2 separate regions of the Arachis hypogaea genome follow, and region 2 is linked to region 1. Evidence: chromatin contacts called from public Hi-C data. All regions are on one chromosome and are shown on one strand. The core of a region is the stretch at or near the end of the contact, and the rest is flanking DNA. Distances in the headings are between cores, read along the strand shown. Region 1 holds the start of LOC112748872 (transcription factor BPE). Region 2 holds the start of LOC112750651 (protein FLOWERING LOCUS D).

Region 1 (2,962 bases), core at 205-2,704:
AGCATACAGAGAAGCACTCATTCTTATTAAAAATCTTCAGCTAGGAAAATGCATAATAGAAACAGATTGCTTACCTCTGGTTCAAGTAATTAAGGCAAAAACTTCTTTGGCAGAGACAGACGCAATCATCAGAGACATTCTCTATCTGCTGAAAGAGGCTCCAGATGTAGAAGTTACCTAGACTCCAAGAGACGGAAACAACTTAGCTCACCAACTGGCAGCAACGGCAGCGGGGAATGGATTACAGAGGCAGTGGATCATCAATCCACCTGCTCAAATTAAGAATACAATAAGAACAGAAGCAGGGTTCGCAACACTTCAGCAGGAGCAAAATATACAGAATCATACCAATTTAGTTCCATTTTCAACAAGCCATCAAAGACAACACAGAGAAGATATTTTACCTGGGAGGGTGGGTGTTGAACCAGGGAAGAGTGAAGAAGCTGGAGTGGATGATCAGACTCGAGCATTTCAAATGCTTGGGTCGAAAACTGGGAGCTACAATGAACCAACAGAGACAAGGGGATGGGCCATTGGTAGAAGTCGCTGGCAGCACCAATGCAACTTGGGAGGTGCCATGGGAGGGGACGACAGGAGTTACCACAGGGCAGGAGTAGGACTTTCCTTAGAGAAATGGGTAAAGCACCCCAGGGAGAACAGAACCACTTGCGCTTTGGAGCGAGGAAGCAACAAGCCACGCGAAGCACAAATGGCCACCATTGAAGACGAGGAGCAACCTTCTTAAAGAAGAGGAGGCGCAACTTCGATGACCTTGAGAAATCAGCACCTGCAGAATCCGATTGAAGCCACTGATGAAGGTCTGGGAGCTTGTTTCATCCACATGCAGCAATAGGCTCAAGCTTTGAAAGATCTCTGGTCGAAGGTGAAGGAGAAGAAGACAGGATTGGGGTCGGTTTGGGGGTGGGTCTCTGTGTGGGTAGTTTTTCGGGTCGGGTTAAGTTCTGATTGTGTGAGCCGAGTCGTTTCTTTTGGCTTTAGGCCATGTCCAAAAAAAAAAAACTCCAGTTTCCTCTCTACTCAGAACTCGCTCGCTCGCTCACTCACTCATTCACTCACTCTCCTAATCACAAATCATAATTAAATAACCCAAAGCTCCCACACACACTCACTCGGATCCCCGTTTATTCCTCTAAACTACAACAATCCCATTAACAAAAGAAAAGAAAAGAGAAAACAACGTACCACACTCCTAAATTTGACTTGTTATGGATCCTCAACTCATTAACGACGCTACATTCTCTGCTGCCATCCTTCAGCTTACACTCTTTCCGAGATTTGGCCCTTCCCCACCACGGGGCTCGGTCTAAGAATCTCCAATTTTGGTGGACAAGACGGTAATTTTTCACCCATTCAAGACTCCTCTCATAACCATAACCACTCCCCCTTCTTCGAGACGCTTCCGCCACGAGTCCACCGTCACCGACTTGAGGCCCGCCGTAATTGCCACTCGCAAACACCGTAAGAGGAAGAACTCACTCGTCCACGCCGCAGCTGCAGTTGCCTCCGAGGACGACTCCTCCAGGATGGTTTCCACCAGTTCTGCCAACGACTTGGTTTGAACTTTGCTTAACTTCGCGTTAAATTAATTAATTAATATCTTGTGTTTGTTTAATTAAATAGTTATTTTTTATTAGTGACTGCTGAATAATTAGTAAGTATTTTAACTTTATTTTAGTATTTGATTTGTTGATTATATATATGTCATTTCATGATTTCAAGTTTTATGAGCTCGAATTAACGAACCAAGAAACTTCCAGAAACTTCCATGTTCTTTACGATGAGTAAAGATTACAATTTAATCTAGGGTGAATACCCATTTTGACCCTGATAATCTTTTTGAAGGACTACGAGGCCCTGACAAAAAAAATATTCATTTCAGTCATTGATATTTAATTTCATGGGATCTGTTAACCCGCTTGATCAATGATCTTTTTCCAAAACATATTTATGTGATACATTAATCACTAATATATCTTCTATTTAATTTTTATAAGTAAAAACAATTTAAAAATTACTATTTCTTAGTTTTACACGGTAAATTTAGTCAATGTAATTGAAAAGTAACAAAATAAAAGCTAAATAACCTTGACAATTATCCCTAAAAGACAAGAAGACTCCCAACAAAAAATAATTTGTCAATCCTAATTAGCTATTAATAAATAAGTTAACATTTTAACATGTCATGTAGGCTTATTTCGTTAATACAGAGAGAAAATATTGATAGTAGAACTAATCCGTCTCACAAAAGTAAAGATCAAGGACCGAAAAGTAAAAGTTAAGGGCCCATTGTCTTTCGAAATAATTGTTAGATACCGTTTAGGGTTTTTTCTCTTTAATATATTTTGGTTTTGTTATAACGTGTGTCATTATTGATAATATACGAAAGTGATGGCGTGCATCTTCATCTGAATTAAATGGCTCAGTTGTTGGATCTGGAAGTAAGGATTTTGCGATTTTGGAATATTTGGCAATTTCGTCAATCCTGAGCGGCTGAGCCACTTTCCAAATTTTAGCTCGATTCTCACTCTAAATATTATTTCTTCTATTGTTTCTATTTTTATAAGGAAAAATAAATAAATAAGAAAATAATGGAAAATGTAGTTGAATAAGCTTGCCCATCGTTTTCATGCCACTCATAATTGGACGAATGATGACTTAGTTTTTTGCTTTGTTGTTTTTCTTTTTCTCTGGATTTATTTGTTTTTTTGTATTTTTCTTAATTAAATACCTTCTAATTGGATGGAAATTTCGGAGTTGAAATTTAAGGATGGAAAGGGTCCTTAATGGGAGATCCCTACCCACTTCATGGAACTTTGGTTAGGACGGGTTCCTTATCATTGGAACTATATGCCAGTAGTTCTAAAAGAATTGAATTGGAATTTGTAGTGTATCCATGTAATAATCCTAATTCAGAATTGCTTGACCAAAGTACTCTTTGAAA
Region 2 (3,381 bases), core at 306-2,805, 310 kb before region 1:
GCGAAAGATGGGACAACAAACCGGCATTCGCATACTCCAAATTGGCTAGATGCCAATTAAACAAGTTCATCTCCTCATCATTCACCGCATCCTTGTACACTTGCCTAAACGTTTCCAATGCTGCACCAAGGGACACATCCATAGATACCTCCCCCATCAACTGTCTAAGCCTGCTTGCCTTGTCAAGCAAACGGTTGAACGCATTTTCCACCTTTACATCCATATCAGGGTCAACTGGCTTTCCATCGAGACTATAAAGTGGACACTTATCCCTTACCTTATGAAGCACATCACCTAACTGCCTTGCCACAATGCCAAGAGGATTCCCTAAGGTACCAGTTAAAACACTCCCGCCCAAATCCGCAGCTGCACACACCCTATTCCCTCCCTCCATCTTCTTCGTATAAACTCGTCCGCCGGCGCGCTTCCTCCCTTCCAAGACCGTTACTTTAAAGCCAAACCGCATCAGCTGCCTAGCAGCCGCCAATCCGGCCAGGCCAGCGCCGATGATGATCACGCTCGGTTTACTCATTTCCAACGGAATTTTTTCCTTAATTAAGGGTGCAACTCCAAAATTGATGTATCCATGCGAGACGAGGTAGTTATAAGCGGAGTCAAGAAGAGCGTGATAATGCTGAGGTATGTAGTCAACGAACATCTCCTTCGTGACCCACTGGGACACATTCTCGCGCCATTTGGCAATTATATGGTTCCTAATGAGAGTGTAGTTCACTTGCTCTATCCCTCCGATGACCGGGAGAACCCCCGCTTCGATCTCCTCCTCGGTTAGCGAATCGGCTGGAAACCCGGCGCTGAGGGCAATCAAGGCTTCAGTCTTCGGCTCCTTGTTGATCACAATAATCTCATCGGAATTGTCAGGCACCGAGTACTGCATCGACATTGACAGCGGCGGGGGCGGCGGGTTTCCGATGACGACTTTCGACAAAGGAGCCGAAACGGGGACTGCCGCAGCGGAAGACGAGAAACCGTTGTTGTTGTTAGAATTGGAAGCGTCATTGGGGTTGAGAGGGATGCGAAACAACGCCGGGTTGCGTTGGGACCTGCCGCGCCTCCTCTTCTTCGGGACGGTGAAGGAAAGATAGTTGTGCAAGTTAGGGTTAGGGTTTTCAGCCCAGTTTGGGAAAGAATCGGAGTTGGGATCCAAAAAAACGATAGGGTTAGGGTTTTGTTGAGGAGGCAACTGGGTCTGGGATGGGGGGAAGGAAGAAAATTCGGATGGGGAATCCATCTCGTAGTGCTATAATTTTAATTTAAGGTTTTTATTTTTTCTTATTTTTTTCTTCCTCTTCCAAAGATGGACGAATTTCACAGATAATGGAAATAAAAGTGTTGTTTCATGTTTGTGACCGAAATTCCAGTATCCACGTAGCTCAATAGCTCATCCGTATGCCGTCACCATTGTTCAATGTCTGACGGACCAACGGCGGTTCAAACACTGGAAACGCCACTGGGCACGGAGATGGATTTTTAACTCGTAAATAATCGCTATCTATTTTTATCTATCTATTTATTATATTGCAAAACAGTAACACCCTTCACATATTTCAACACCTGTCTATTTTTCAACTGTTTTTGGCATTTCTCCAATTGACACGTGTCTTTATTTCTATTAAAATTACAATCATATTCTATATATACATTGGTAATTACACCCTACTCCTTTTTCATTGTTGCAAGGTTCTTTTGTTCTTGTTCGGTTGGTCGGATGCCAAACGGACCGGGTGGATTAAATGGGTGATTGACGAAGGGAATTCGGCTTTGTTGATAGTGAGCGGACGGATCTTTTGGACTGTGGACTAGGAGGGAGGAGAGTCAGACATCACAACCTCGCGAGCAGTTGTGTTTAGAAGGGGGGAGCCACTTGCAAAAAGGATTTCGACGCTCAAGTCAGAGACCGTATAAGTGGCAGTGAGAGTTAAGGGATAGTGACGTACTGTGGGGGAGGGGTAGGGCCCTCCCATATATACCCTGTCAGTGAGGTGGGTCCCACGAGGACAGTCCCACCTTCTTGGAAGCTTCCTTCCCCAGCTGTCTTGTGATGGGTTACAGGTGGACAGGTGTCCGAGTCAGTTCCCCGGTTCGGGTCCGATGTCACAGTTGGGTCGGACGCACGGATCGGGGCGTTATGCTAGCCGGGCCGGGCCGTAACAGTGCCCCCAACGCGCCAGCTAGGGCCGGGAGTACCGTTGTTGGCGCGTTCTGAGCCTTTTGTTTCGTCGTGGGGTCGGTCGCTCGTAATTGGGACGTGTCTCTTATGCGCGAGATAGCTTCGTCGATTTGGGGAATCGCCGCTTGTTGCCTCGTTATCCGCGACTGCCATTAAGTGCATTTATGGGTGATTTGAAAGCATGGGAAAAAGTCCATTTTGTCCCTGTCTTTCGCGATTCTCCATTGTAGTTACACTTCGCTTTGTTTTTCCTTTCCTTGCCTTATTACTTCAGTTTGTCACTCCCAAATATCTGTTACGCATTCCTCCTTTCCTTTCCACATTTTCTGAAGTTCTTCGTTCTCAATCGCCCCTGATTCGTCCAAATCTCTGCAGTACTCCCCAGCTTCTTTCGATTATCATCATCCTGGTAAGTCTTTCTTTGCCTTTGATGCTTTTTGATATTGTTGCACTTGTATACTGCATGTTTTCCCCGTTCGCGTTTATTTGGATTAGATGTTGGTCTTGCATGCTTGGTAGCGATAGGCAGAAGTTAGGGGGGTTGCCATTTAGGTTTGCGATTTCTGATCTTTAGGTGGCTGTAGATTTATCCTTTCTTTAACTGCAAATAAGCTTACTGTAGCGTTTAGTGCGAGTAGCATTAGTTTAATCTTCTTAGGTTTCCCGACTTCCCGGCCTGGCAGTCTAACTTTGTGGTGCCCCCACCGTAGGTATGGCGCAACTTCCCCTCCCGAGACCCCCTGTCGACAGATATGTGTGGGTTACTTCCAATGTGAAGCGAACCCCTTCGCAAATGACATTAGAGGAGTTCACGGAGTTCCGTGTCCGCGACCAGCTTTGTGGGGGCGATGATGAGGAGGCGCGCTACGAAGCCTTTGTTCCCGCCGCTCATGAATGCCTATGCCAACTCAACCTTAATACGCCCCGAATTGCCGACTGGATGTGGCTGTATGAGGCGATGTTCACTGTCTTGGGGGTTCGCATCCCCTTCTCCCCCTTCCAGATGGCACTCTTAAACCGGTGCGACGTGGCCCCGTCGCAGTTGCACCCGAACAGTTGAGCCGCAATTCGGTGTTTCCAAATGACGTGTGAATACCTAGACTTGCCGGCCTCGGTGGAGGTTTTCTCTAGTTATTTGTTTTAATGAATCCTTCTAAAGAGGGGAGGTACAAGAAGGGGTTCATGTCCTTCCG

What was found. A called contact is a pair of places that touch in the nucleus more often than the background predicts.
Region 2: a Hi-C map of leaf shows a contact between it and region 1, with 2.5 times the contacts expected there. The contact joins the promoter of LOC112750651 here to the promoter of LOC112748872 in region 1. A contact is called at or near these places in 2 of 8 Hi-C or Micro-C datasets (leaf and an unstated tissue).

What each region holds. Positions count from the first base shown.
Region 1 is chr15:128,787,729-128,790,690 of arahy.Tifrunner.gnm2.J5K5, reverse strand. It overlaps LOC112748872 (transcription factor BPE), which reads left to right and starts at 1,454. Exons shown (of 5, transcript XM_029293354.2): 1 at 1,454-1,574. The coding sequence starts at 1,545. LOC112750649 (a long non-coding RNA gene) reads right to left here and starts at 1,144. Exons shown (of 4, transcript XR_003175948.3): 1 at 405-1,144; 2 at 75-269.
Region 2 is chr15:129,101,893-129,105,273 of arahy.Tifrunner.gnm2.J5K5, reverse strand. It overlaps LOC112750651 (protein FLOWERING LOCUS D), which reads right to left and starts at 1,555. Exons shown (of 7, transcript XR_003175951.3): 1 at 1-1,555.